3 separate regions of the Mus musculus genome follow, and all the other regions are linked to region 3. A link is a contact called in public promoter capture Hi-C data. All regions are on one chromosome and are shown on one strand. The core of a region is the stretch at or near the end of the contact, and the rest is flanking DNA. Distances in the headings are between cores, read along the strand shown. Region 1 holds the start of Strip1 (striatin interacting protein 1). Region 2 holds the start of Kcna3 (potassium voltage-gated channel, shaker-related subfamily, member 3). Region 3 holds the start of Tafa3 (TAFA chemokine like family member 3).

Evidence for each region. Promoter capture Hi-C pulls out the DNA fragments that hold promoters and counts their contacts.
Region 1: a promoter capture Hi-C map of liver shows a contact between it and region 3, with 6 times the contacts expected there. The contact joins the promoter of Strip1 here to the promoter of Tafa3 in region 3. A contact is called at or near these places in 4 of 39 promoter capture datasets (the HPC-7 cell line, embryonic stem cells, hippocampal neurons and 1 more).
Region 2: a promoter capture Hi-C map of pre-B cells shows a contact between it and region 3, with 4 times the contacts expected there. The contact joins the promoter of Kcna3 here to the promoter of Tafa3 in region 3.

What each region holds. Positions count from the first base shown.
Region 1 is chr3:107,628,680-107,633,276 of GRCm38.p6, reverse strand. It overlaps Strip1 (striatin interacting protein 1), which reads left to right and starts at 1,567. Exons shown (of 21, transcript NM_153563.2): 1 at 1,567-1,776. The coding sequence starts at 1,597. It overlaps Gm10961 (a long non-coding RNA gene), which reads right to left and starts at 1,676. Exons shown (of 3, transcript XR_375960.3): 1 at 1,275-1,676; 2 at 87-350.
Region 2 is chr3:107,034,715-107,038,819 of GRCm38.p6, reverse strand. Kcna3 (potassium voltage-gated channel, shaker-related subfamily, member 3) reads right to left here and starts at 2,658. Exons shown (of 1, transcript NM_008418.2): 1 at 691-2,658. The coding sequence starts at 2,397. The coding sequence ends at 811.
Region 3 is chr3:104,775,877-104,780,131 of GRCm38.p6, reverse strand. It overlaps Tafa3 (TAFA chemokine like family member 3), which reads left to right and starts at 2,585. Exons shown (of 7, transcript NM_183224.3): 1 at 2,585-2,955; 2 at 4,036-4,160.

The DNA.
Region 1 (4,597 bases), core at 318-2,817, 2.9 Mb before region 3:
AAATCTGTCTTTGGGGAAACTTACTTTAGATTTAAATAGAATTAGAATTGAGATTGAGGGCGGGAGATAGGAAAATTCCAGCAGACCTGGGCAAGTGTGGTCTGGTTATCATCCTCTCAGTGTTGGTTCTATGAGATGGTAGAAGTCCTTTTTACTTAAGGGACAAGCTGGTTCTCAGGAGTTGATTCTTTCTCCTCCAGGGTGCACAGGCCATGATAGAAAGAGCTGTTCGTCATCCGGGGATGCTGTGTTCTGTGAGGCTTTGCCACTCCTGATGTCTAGAGGGTTGAGGCCAGTGACCAAGAGTCTTGTACCTGCTTCTTGGGGAGGGAGGTTTCTGGAGGAGGACACTGTAAAAAGTAACATTAAAACCATCTTGGTTACTCCTATGTGTTTGGCACTCAGACGTGACGGAGAATGAGGTGAGAGGCCACCATTTTTGGATGATTGCTCTTTGAGTCAATACAGATGTGAGCAGGTAATTCAGAGTAAACGAGACAGCTACAAAATGAAGGCAGAAAAGCAAGAGCCACTTCTAAGGGATTATTAAACACACCCTCATTTCCCCATGATTTCTCTGTTATATTTTCAATTTCAGTTTTATTTATTCATTTGTTTATCTCCCCCATGTGAATGTAAACTCCACGAAGACTAGAATCCTATTTTTGTTCATTATTATATCCTTAAAAGTATTTGTCAGTGGCTTGAGGACAGATACAACTTCATACTGTTATCCTTAGCCCCCAAGAGTCTCTCTCTCTCTCTCTCTCTCTCTCTCTCTCTCTCTCTCTCTCTCTCTCTCTCTCTCTTTCTCTGTCTCTCTCTCTCTCTGTCTCTCTTCACTTCAAGTTCAAGACAGGGTTTCTCTGTATAGTCCTGGCTGTCCCGGAACTCACTTTGTAAACCAGGCTGGCCTCGAACTCAGAAATCTGCCTGCCTCTGACTCCCAAGTGCTGGGATTAAAGGCGTGCGCCACCAACGCCCGGCTTTTTCCCCTGTTTTGATAAGTGAGATTATTAACGTGGCTCCAGAGGTGTCTTGGATGGAGTTATAATCTGATAAGTAAAACCAGGAGTCCCCAGGGTTGCACAAGGTGTTTCTTACAGAGTCCTACTGACTTGGAGGTTTTTCAGCTGGAAGGTTAGAGAAAAGCCACAACCAGTTGTTAATTGTACAGAAATTCTTTGCTAGGAAAACGTGTCAACTAGACCCATGAGTCAGGAATTGCTTTCTTTAATGATGTCTCCCTAATTTCCCCTTTCATCCTGCCTCACCTTGAACAGGGAGGGCTCTAAAGACAGGCAAAGCGATGATAGACAACGAATTAAAGTGTTAAGTCTCATGGATAAAAAAGACATCTAAAGGGATTCCTGCGAGCCCAGCCGCACGTCTCCGGCTTAGTTCCACGGGAAGGAGGGAGGGGAAACTAAATGACAAAGCCAGGAAAGACCTTGGGAGGTGATTGGCAGTTGCGGCTTTCGACACACGCAGCCACACTGAATATGGCGATTGGGGAAATTTCCTGGAGGAAATCACGCGAGAGTTGCCTGACGGGAGGCCGTCCGCGAATTGAGCCGGGGGTGTGGAGCAGCCAAGATGGAGCCGGCAGCCGCCGGTCCCGGCCCTCTGATTGTGAACAACAAGCAGCCGCAGCCGCCACCTCCTCCGCCGCCTGCCACCGCGCAGCCTCCTCCTGGGGCGCCGAGGGCCGCCGGAGGCCTCCTGCCGGGGGGCAAAGCCCGCGAGTTCAACCGCAACCAGCGCAAAGACTCGGAGGTCAGAGCTGCAGGGGGGCGAGGCTGGCACCGGGCGGGTGACAGAGGGGGTCCCGGGAGACCGGGGCGGCATCCGGGCCCAGCCGGGCTTCCCGACGGCTTGACAGGGACCCTGGGAGCTGTCACTTTACCGGGAACCGTGCAGTTAGCTAGGCTGGCAGCCGCCACAGCCCCGGGGAGGAAAGCCCGGAGCCCTGTCACCAACTCTGCTGCGGCCGGGGGAAGAAGGTCCCCGAGCCGGGGATGGCCGGTCGCCCCCGGGGGCGTGGCCTGAGGCACAGCCCTCCTGGGGTGCAAAATCGGTGGTCTGCTGGCTGGTTAGCCCCTCATCCTTTCCGGCCTCTGATCTTAGCAGGGTGGTGGGCCACGCCAGTTGGCAGCGAAGGGACCCAGGAGAGTTTAGCGGGCGCTTAGAACAGGGCTTCTCTCTCTAGTGCTGCTTGGCCGGCCCCAGGTTGTGTGAGTAGCAGAGAGAGCACATTGTGGCTTCCCTCCGAATTTTAGTCAGCGCTGGATCAAACCGCGGCCAGACATTGCCAAGTATTTTTGCATGCCCAGTGAGCCCAGTTGCTGAGCTGTGAAGGGATCAGAAGTACACAAAGGGCGCCGGATTCTCCTCCTTGCTAGTGAGCTGCGATTCCCTTTGCCCGCGCTGTCTGGAGCTATTCACCTCGCCCCAAGTTAAAATTCCTCCCACTGCTTCCGTTTGCAGAATTCATGAATGAACACACACCCGTCTCGTCGCAGCATTTCAGGGCTTCCTCATCAGCACATTCATTCCCAGAGCGCTTACTACGCAATCTCCTCCACCTGAGACAACTTCCAGTGTGATGAACAGCCAGGCACTTACCGAGAGGGAATTCCTCAAATTCAAATTTGATGCTTCAGCTAGTACCAGATACTAAAGATAGTGTCTTTAAGCCTAAGAAATCAGTTCCCTCCAAACATTTTGTTGTTGTCGCAGGCTCAAATTCTGATAACTTATGTCACAAAGGAACAAGCCCAGAGTTGAGAGGATGAGTTTAGAGTGGCTTTTTTGAAAAAGATGGACCTTTTAGGAGCCTTTTGTTGTGGAATGATGGGTGATCAGTGGCTACTTCTCAGTGATCTCTTAAGTACGAAGGAGTATGGAAGTTAAGTTTGTAAGACCTTTAATGACCAGACTTGTCCAGGTTTTCTGAAGAGAACCCTGAGAATTGAACTACACCTTCAAATTTCTCTTTTTAAATGTTTGAGTGGACTGGAGAGATGGTTCAGTGGTTAAGAGAACTTGCTGTTCTCTCAGAGGATCCCAGCACCCAAGTTGGGCCGCTCACAACTGCCTATTAGCACACTAGCTCCTAGGGATCCAGTACTGTCCTTTTGTCCTCCATGGGCACATGTATACACACACAGATAAACACATAATACATTTAAAATAAGTGCTTTAGGGATGGCGGGATAGCTCAGCAGGTAAAGTAGTTTTAAATTTTCCTGAAAAGCCACAAAATAGTCAGATAAATACCCTTTTGTGCATTTTATTTTATTTGTTGTTTGTTTGCTTCTTTGTTTTTTGTTTTGTTTTTGTTTTTGAGACAGGGTTTCTCTGTGTAGCTTTAGCTGTCCTAGAACTCTGCTCTGCAGATGGGGCTGGCCTCAAACTCAACAGAGATTCATCTGCCTCTTGAGTGCTAGGATTAAAGGTGTGCACCACCCCTTATTCGTGTTATTATGTGGTGCTGAGAATCAGATTCAGGGCCTTGTGCAAGGTAGGCAAACACTATACTGCTGAGGTATGTCCTCAGCCTCTATTACATGTTTTTATTTCTCTTCCTACCTTTAATTTCACTGGATTCAACATCTGGAAGGCCCATCACATCGATCTGTGTCCTTGTGTTGGAGGTGCTGATGCTGCACACCCTTCTGGTGACAGCTGAAGTCAGTAGTTTGGGGATCTGATCAGTGCCTAGAGCACAAGGAGGCTCAGTATGTGCCAGGTAAACTTTATTAGTCCTCAAAACTAGCCAAGGCAGTCGAGCATGCTTCCAGTCACAACACTCCGGAAGCTGAGCAAGGAGAATCAGAGTTCAAGGCCAGCCTGGGCTGCATAGTAAAACCTTGTCTCTATAAAAATACACTGGGGGGGGGGGGCTAAGAAATGGTAATGGATTTGGGGGTGAATAAGACCACAATATATTATATAATGGGAATGAAACTGTCAAAAAAAAAAAAAAGGTCTTAAGCTAAGTTTGAAGCAGAGTTTTGTCATTCCCATTGGGTAAATGAAACTCAACCTCAGTAATGTATACAAATGTTGATTTTAGTTGTGTTTTAATGGGACTGGGACTTGAACCCAGGACTCTACACATGGTAGGTAATCATTTTACCACTAAACTCTGTCTCTAGCCTAGAAGCTCAGTAGTGTATGGAAGTGTCCATTAGTGCCCATTAATAAGGAATAGAGTTATGGCTTGTGGGCATATTATGTCATGTCAGGGGTCATTATCAGTTAGAAGGTTTTCCCTGACCCCACTCTCCATCTCACTCACCCACCCAGCTGCATGCTGAGAATTAAGCCCAGGATCTAGCACCTACTAGGAAGGTGCTCTGTGCTGAACTGTACCCTCTGGTCTTGCAAGTACATTAGTCAGGGCTGGGCTTAGCCTTTTGATCTTGATGCTTCTCTCTTCCCAGTACAAGGCTTCCAAGATGGCGTGTTCTCAGGAATCACCTATCCCTAACAGATTCTCATTGCACTCTCTCCTGTGTGTGGGAGGCAGGCCAATCTGTTCCATTTCTGCTTTCTCTCTCAGTTCTCACTGAAAATTGAGATGGGGCAGGGT
Region 2 (4,105 bases), core at 1,409-3,908, 2.3 Mb before region 3:
GTCTGACACTTTAATCTTCCTGTGATACTGCAGAAGCTTATCTCTCGGATGCATCAGGAATTTCTGTTGTTTCTCCCGGCAGCACTGAAAATGAGTTTCTAGACTTTCGTAGATATTGGCTGGGGCATGAACTCACAACTTCATTGGAATCTGTGTCTAATGTTTTCAAAATGCTTTGCAAACTTTGAAGAGTTAATAGCCAGATCAGGACATTCGGGGCATTTCCCTTTTGGTTCAAAATTATTGTGAACCTTAAGTCCTTAGGGGAGAGATTCAAACTGAAAGATCAGTCAAAAACAAAATAAATTTATAGTGGGCTTACGCGTCAACGCTCTAGTTAGACTTTCCACCCACATATCCAGAGGTTAGGTAGTTACAATAACTAGTCCGGAAATAATATTGAAAAGTCCACCAGTCAGGAGCTTCATTTAGGTTCCGCCTCCTTTACTTAGTAAAGAAACAACTATCTTTTGATTTTGAGGTTAAACAGTTACTCTGACTCTATAGTTTCACTTCCTCTCAGGATGTGGCTGTAGGGCTCACACAAAAAAACCACGCTTAATGTAAGTTTGTTGGTCACAAAATTAAGAGACAGGGAGAGAGAGAAAAAAAGAGCTGAGAGAATGCAGCCCACTTGCAAAAACAGGCACCTGTTTCAGTATGAAGCAATAGGGAGAATGAAGTGTGCTTCCTCACTTCTTGTACTTTCCTTGATGAGTGGTCTGGAAATGTATAAATCAAGGGCATACACAGACCAAGGGGGCATGTTCCACACAATACTGGGCACAGAATTGGCAACCGTATCATATATTAGACATCAGTGAATATCTTCTTGATGTTGACACAGGAGTTGGGGTTATTGTTCGTGGTGCAAGTGGCTGTGGAGTTGCCCGTTTTGAAGGGGGTCTGCGGGAAGGCGCTGTGGTTCATACCCCCCTCTTCGATCACCATATACTCCGACTTACTCAGAGTGGAGTTACTCCGGGCTTTTCGGAGCTCCTCGGCTGAAGAGGAGAGGTGCTGGCAACTGCCCACGTGCATGTACTGGGCTTGCTCTTCCCCTTCTGTCTCCCGGTGGTAGAAGTAGTTGAAGTTGGAAACAATCACAGGAACTGGCAATGCAATGGTCAAGACACCTGCGATGGCACAAAGAGAGCCCACAATCTTGCCTCCTATGGTCACTGGGTGCATATCACCATAACCAACAGTTGTCATGGTTACTACTGCCCACCAGAAGGCATCCGGGATACTGTTAAAACCCGAAGAAGGGTCGTCTGCCTCAGCAAAGTAGACTGCACTGGAGAAAAGGATGACCCCAATGAAGAGGAAGAATATGAGCAGCCCCAGCTCCCGCATGGAAGCCTTCAGCGTCTGTCCTAGGATCTGCAGCCCCTTAGAATGGCGGGAGAGCTTGAAGATGCGGAAAACCCTTACTAGGCGGATGACTCTCAGGATGGCCAGCGACATGGCCTGCTGCCCATTACCTTGTCGTTCAGCCAGCTCAGTGCCCAGAGTGATAAAATAAGGAATGATGGCCACAATGTCTATCAAGTTCATGATATTTCTGGAGAAGGTGGCTTTACTGGGGCAAGCAAAGAACCGCACCAGAAGCTCAAAGGAGAACCAGATGATGCACAAGGTCTCCACCACGAAGAAGGGGTCCGAGAAGCTGGAGGCTCCAGAAGGGGCCCCCGACGTGCTGTTGTTGGCAGCCTCAAACACGTCCTGCGACGGGGAGGCGGGATAGTCTTTCTCATCGCGAAACTCGGGAAGCGTCTCCAAGCAGAAGATGACAATGGAGATGAGAATGACCAGCACTGACACAATGGCAATGCCCCGGGCCGGCCCGGAGCTCTCCGGATATTCGAAGAGCAGCCACACCTGGCGCTGGAAGTCACGGCGGGGCAGGGGTCGCTCCTCCTCCCGCAGGAAGCCCTCATCCTCACGGAACTTTTCCATGGCCTCCTCACCCAGCTGGTAAAAGCGGATCTCCTCGGAGAAGATGTCGATGGGCACGTTGACCGGCCGGCGAATGCGGCCCCCGGACTGGTAGTAGTAGAGGATGGCGTCGAAGCTGGGTCGGTTGCGGTCGAAGAAGTACTCATTGCGGAGTGGGTCAAAGTACCGCATGCGCCGCTTGGGGTCGCCCAGCAGTGTCTCGGGGAACTGGCAGAGGGTCTTGAGCTGCGTCTCGAAGCGCAGCCCAGAGATGTTGATGACCACACGCTCGCCGCAGCAATCTTGCTCGCCCGCGGCGGGCAGCGCGGGTGGCAGTGGCTCGTAGCGGTCGCAGCCGCCACCGCCGCCGCCACTGCCACAGCCTCCCTGAGGCGGGTCCCCGCCACCGCCTCCCGCCGCCTCTGGCTCCAGCAGGTGGTCCCCGGGCACCACGGTCATGTCTGGCGGCAGCTCGGCGTGGCCGGGGCTCTGCAGGATGCGCGCGCCGCCTCCTGCGGGGTCCGGTGCAGGGTGGGCGCGGTGATGGGTGGAGGGCTGCGGCGGTCGAGCGCGGGAGGCGGCGGTGCTTTCCTTCCCTGCTGGCGGCTGCCGGCCCGAGTCGCTCCTCCTGGAGCTCCCCGCCCCACCGCCGCCTCTGCCCTACGAGCCCGGCCCCGCCGCCTGTTGCTGCGGCTGCCGCGAGGCTCTGTCTGGGCTGGCGCGGCCCGCGGGGCTGCACGGTCCAGACGCCTCCTCCTCCCTCCTCCGCACCCCTCCCCGCGGGGCGCGCGCCCGCCTCTCTGCCACCGCCCCCGGGTTTCCCGCCCACCGCGCGCGCGCGCTCCGCTTCCCGCTTGCCACCCTTGTTCCTCGACCTTCTTTGTCACTGGATCGCCGCCAACTTGCACCCCACTCCCCAGACTCCGCGGAACCCCTACCCAGCCACGCTGGCCTTGGAGGAACCCGGCCGCCTGACCTCGTTCCTGGGCTCTGCTTGCTCGCTCCTGGTCAGCGCGCGTTCCCTTCCCGCGCGTGGTCGAGACCTAATCTCAGGGCTGTTATACCCACGCAAGGACCACACCTCATCCCTCGAAGGGAGGCCTCCTGGCCCTTGACACTTTGCCAAGAAGGGCAAGTTCCACTAGAGTAGGTAACAAAAAGTCCCAAGCAAAGGAGGCATCCAGGCATCCAGACCCTGAATGTCTTGGGAGGAGGGGCTGCAGGCTAGGTTGTCTGGGCTAGTGCAGGATAGGATAGTCTGGGGCCAGCATCCGGATTTAGAGGGGTAGAATAATGCTAAAACCTGGGTGTTGGTGCAGTAAACGATATTTTTGGACAGGAAGCAATGGGTTAATGGGTAACATGGGGTCTCAAGTCTTCCCAGCAGTCTAAAAAGAGGGTCCTTAAAGGCATCTGGAGACCTCATTTTTATAATGGTTAGCTCAGTGCGGGCAGAATCAGGGGCAAGTTTCTGGTTGGGATTAGTGAGGGCAGTGGAAAAAAATAAGAGGGAATGGTAAAGAAAATTCACCACACCTTACTGTGTGACGAACAGGCCCAATACCTAGCGTTTAATTAACACAATGATACCTGCCCTTGCAGTAGGGAACTCGAGAAAGTGTATTTTAGCTGTTAATGTGGGAAAGCCTTCATTTTGCAGATTGTGCCTCTCTTGCTTGATATGGGCCTACAGAAAATATTATCTCCCTTAAACTGTTTCTCTAAATTGTGCTGGTTGCTTTAAACATAATTTCTGTTCCCAGACATTTAGCTACCCCAAGTATAAGTACCAGAGTTACAAAATTCTGTTACCCCCTTGAATCATTGCAATCGTTTGCAAAAGAGGAACTATTGTCTAGACATTCACTCATTCCATGAAGTTAGCTGAAAATTCAGTTTGATGTAAGAGTGATCTGTCGTCATGTTTTTCTTACCCCCTCTCCCAACTACTAAACTATGATAAAGAGGGCTTGCCCAACTTCTGTTGTTAGCAACTTGGAAATCCTGGGATCTCAGCATTTGTTTGTTGTACTGAATTCTGCAACAAGTGATGCTTTGTATTTATTTCTGTCTGCTCTGGGGAGATATTTCTTCTTTTGAGTTCAGGACCCTATTGTGATTCCTGGGCTGGGGAGCGAGGGAGAGCTGAGCCAGCAGTCCAATCACC
Region 3 (4,255 bases), core at 1,336-3,835:
GCCAGGCCAAAAGCGTGTGTGGGTCGCAGGAAAGCCCACTACGATTCACACAGAGGGGCTGTTTTTCTCTGTCTTCTCTCTAGGGAAGGATTACTGACCCGATTCAGAAAGAATTCTGTCCTTATACTTGGGCTTAGAGAGTTGATCACTATCCACTCCTTCATCTATCCCCAACACACAGTTTAGCAGAAGTCAAGGCCCTTCCTTGAGGGAACCACGACTCCCTGTTCTTAGCTGAGACTCCACCTCAAGGCACCCAGCTATGTGCATCCTGTTCATATCCTGGGCTAACCTGTGCCGCCTTTCTCGACCACTTCTAAATAAAAATTACACAGTGGTCATTCAAAGTACAAACTTGCTGTAATTAGGTCTGTGTTTGGGGGTAGGGGAAGGGCAGGGCAGAGAAAAATGAAATCACCAGGGTAGAGGTGGGGAGGACTGATAAAATCAGACTCAAAGGCAGCCAGGGGCAAAGAACATGCATACTGCCACTATGAGTGTTTTCTTCCTGAGAAAAACTGAAGCCAACTGTCTGATAATGTCAGTGGGAAGCCAAAGACTGGAGAGAGAGAAAAAAAAAAGCTTTAGTTTTATTATTCAGTGTTTCTGGGTCAGTTTATCTATCACCTTTCGGCATCACCCAGCTTCTGGGCTCTTCACAGCATCCACAGTGTGACTGCAAAGATGGGCCACGCCACAGAACTGGGGTCTATTGACCCCTGGACTCCAGTATCAGATCATGGACAGGGATGCTAGCTGCTCCCCTGAACTCTGGAACCACTCTGGCTCCCATCTATAACCAAACTCTAGGGCTCTCGTGCATCTGAACCCCTCTCCTATTCCTAGACCATCAGACCTCTTCAGTCATTCCCGGCCCTCTCCCTGAGGCAGTACAGTGAGAGCAAGGAGGAAGAAGGCAGGAAAAGTTGGTGAGATGCTTACCCTGCTGGGAGCTGAATGACACTCCTCCATTACAGAGGAGAAGGGGGTGGGGCGGGAAGAGGGCATTCTCAGAACAAACATGGTGGCACACATCTATAATCTTAGGAGGCAGAGGTAGAGACAGGATGAGCACAAGTTGGTGGCTAGCCTGAGTACATAGTAAATTCCAGACTAGCCAAGGCTACATAATGAGACTTGGTCTTAAAGAGGTAGGGGGAATGGCTTAGCAGGCAAAAGTGCCAAGCCTGATAACCTGAATTCAATTCTCAGCACCCTGGAAAGAGAGATCCAGAGAGAGGGAGCGCCCCGTCCCGGGCTGTATGCTCAGGATCCAGAAGCAGGGTCCTTCTTTGTTTCCCCCACACTATTACGTTCCCAAACCTTCCTTACTCTAACAGGTACATACACCTCTGCTGGGAAGAGGCAGAGTCACAGCACACTTCTACCCTCAAGTGTTTAATGAGCCCAAAACATGAACCTGTCGTATTTTTGTTGTTGGGACTATTGACTGTCTTTCTGATGAAGATACTAGAAACCTCAGATTTGGTTTCCAAGGTGAGAGTCACACCCATTATCCACAGGGCCATTCATGCCTGGTGAAACCTTGCAGCCTGGTTCTCCACCCCGGTACTACCCTTGGTCCTCCCACGCAGGAGGGCAGCACTTCTGTGCTGGAAGTATATTTTTTTAAATATTTATTTATTTATTTTATGTATATGTGTACACTGCAGCTGTACAGATGGTTGTGAGCCATCGTGTGGTTGCTGAGCCATCTCTCCAGCCCGTTGAAAGTATTTACTATCCTTCCCGGGTGGCAGCCGGGAACCCCTGTGGTAAAACAAACAAACAAACAAACAAAACAAAACAAAGAAAAAAAAACCAAAAACTATGCAACTTGAGAATCTTCTAATACAGTGGTCTGCTTTTAGTGCCTGGGAAGCACCTTAAATAACACTTGATTGTACTAACAAAGAACTGGATTTTATACACACACACACACACACACACACACACACACCACCTCCTTTTCTCTTTCTTTCCTTTGAAGATGTGGTCTGGCTAAGTAGCCATTAGCAGGTCTGGAACCTTGTGTAAACCATACAGACCAAACTTCCTCAAACTTTCAGGCAATCTTACCTTCCCATCTCCCTACCCCTGCTGTGCTTTTCTTTCTTTGTTTGGGTTTAGAAGGTTGTTCGGTTTGGTTTGAGTTTTATTGTTGTTTGTATGTATGTATGCTTGTTTGTTTGTTTTTTTTGTTTGTTTTAGATAGGGTCTCACACTTAACCCCTGCCTTGTCTCCGAAATTCTGGATTACAGGTGTGAAACCCTGTCCGAGGTCTGAAGAACTGAATTGTAAGATTTAATGAGCTCGGATTTAAGTAACAGCCTACTGCTGGTCTAAATGAATACTACTCCCAGATGCAACGCCTATCCCCATCCCAAAATACCACCTACCTCCTTGAACTACTAGACTAGGGGCCACATTCCTGAAAGTTTTAGTGACCTGCTATAATTGATGTGTTTTGCTCAAGGAACTGTCCCTGAAAAGAGAGTCGGTGGGCTTCTATTCCTGACTTGCTGTGCGCCACAAGAGGCCGCTGCGGGCCAGCTGTGCCCAGGTTCCCCGCAGAGCACCCCCACACAGTTTCGAAGAAGCCGGCGGTGCCCGCAAAGGCTGGAGTAGCGAGAACGACTCCCAGTCTAGCGGCTGCGCGCTCCTCAACCTGCAGACCGAAAGCTCGGGAGGACCCGGCCTAGCCCCGCAGAACTGGTGGGTGCTGGACCAGAGCATCTAGGTGCTCTAAGCCGGAGACTCCAGCTTAGCCAGAGCCCCTGCTCTCCTCGGGCGCAACAACTTTGACGATCTATCGCGGACAGAGCTCAAAACCAGACAACACCTAAGCTGGCCACTCCCTCGAAGAGCCCGATTTGGAGAGTCTAGATGCCAAGCTCAGAAGCAGCGAGGACCTCAGGCCAGAAAGTTGAACCCGGGCCACTGCTGTGAAGCAGGTGGGTACCAGGAGTAAGAATAAATGCTAGAGGGAACAGAAGTAAGCAAAAGCAAGATTTAAGGTTCTTGTTGACCTCTTGTTGCTATGGAGGCTGCTCTCCCAGCCCCATCTTAGCCTGAATTAAGGATTGGGGAAACAGCTCAAGGAAACTGAGGCAGACTATGGATGCTGACGAACAAATCCCAGAAACTCCCTTCTCCTGTACCTTTCCAGGAGGGAATGAATAGAACGCCAGAGAGCCCAAGTCTCCCATCTTCTCCAGGTTCTCTGAGCACTGGAATACCTAGGAGAAATGTGTGTGTTGGATCAGACACGGTTAGAACTCAACCAGAAATAGGATGTCCCCAAGAAAAGAACGAATGGCATTTGCAATGGTCAAAATGAGGGTTCCTGGCATAGCCTGAGAAAGAAGACTTATGAGAAAGGAGGTTCATCTAGAAGTGTGGGGACACACCCATGCCCAGGGGACTGGCCCCACACACCTTCCACCCCCACCTGCATTCCCCTCGATAGGCCCTCCCTCAGATCACCAGCAATGTGCTTCAGTTTGACTTCTCACTGGGGACTGAATGAGGAAAGGCCTTTGGCAGAGAGTGGAGAAGCTCTTGTGGGCTGTGCACGGAAGCAGAGACCTGTTGCCGTGCAAGGCTAGCCCTCTGAGGTGGGGCTGAGACACAGCAGCAGAATTCAGCCAGTTTCAGAAGAGTCCAGGAAGCAAGGCTCAGGATGGGTTGGTTAGAGGTGGAGGGAGACACAGAACTGGGAGACCTGGGGCTTCTTCCCCAGCGGTCTCTTCTGGGACAAAGCTGGCAGACTCCACCCCCTTTTCTGACCTTAGCTCTATCCCAAGACCAGAAAGATGACAGCACCGATTCTTAGACCCTCCCACCCCTGCTTCACTCCTAGGAAAAAGAAAGCCTATTCACTCGTCTCAGGGTCACTGCCCCCACTGCTCTGTAGTCTGAGGGAGGAGGGTAGGGGAGCAAGGGCAGATTCCCAGAGCAGAAATGGCTGCCTTTGCCTTGGGACAGCCTAAGCTGGAGTTCCTCATCCTCCCTTTCTCTTACTCTCTTCCAAGCTTCCTCTTAGCCCCTCCAGGGGTCTGGTCTCTCTCCATTCTGAACAACCGCCATATTGTTCATCAGATGGAACAAGTCTGAGACCAGCAGATGAACAGGCAGAGGCCTGAAGACCCCAGGAACAGTAAGTGAGACATCTGGAGATGAGAATTGAGGAGAAGACTGCCCCTCCAAGGGAGCAGCTGTTTCCTTCTTTTTGGCCCCTGGTATTCCTAGAAC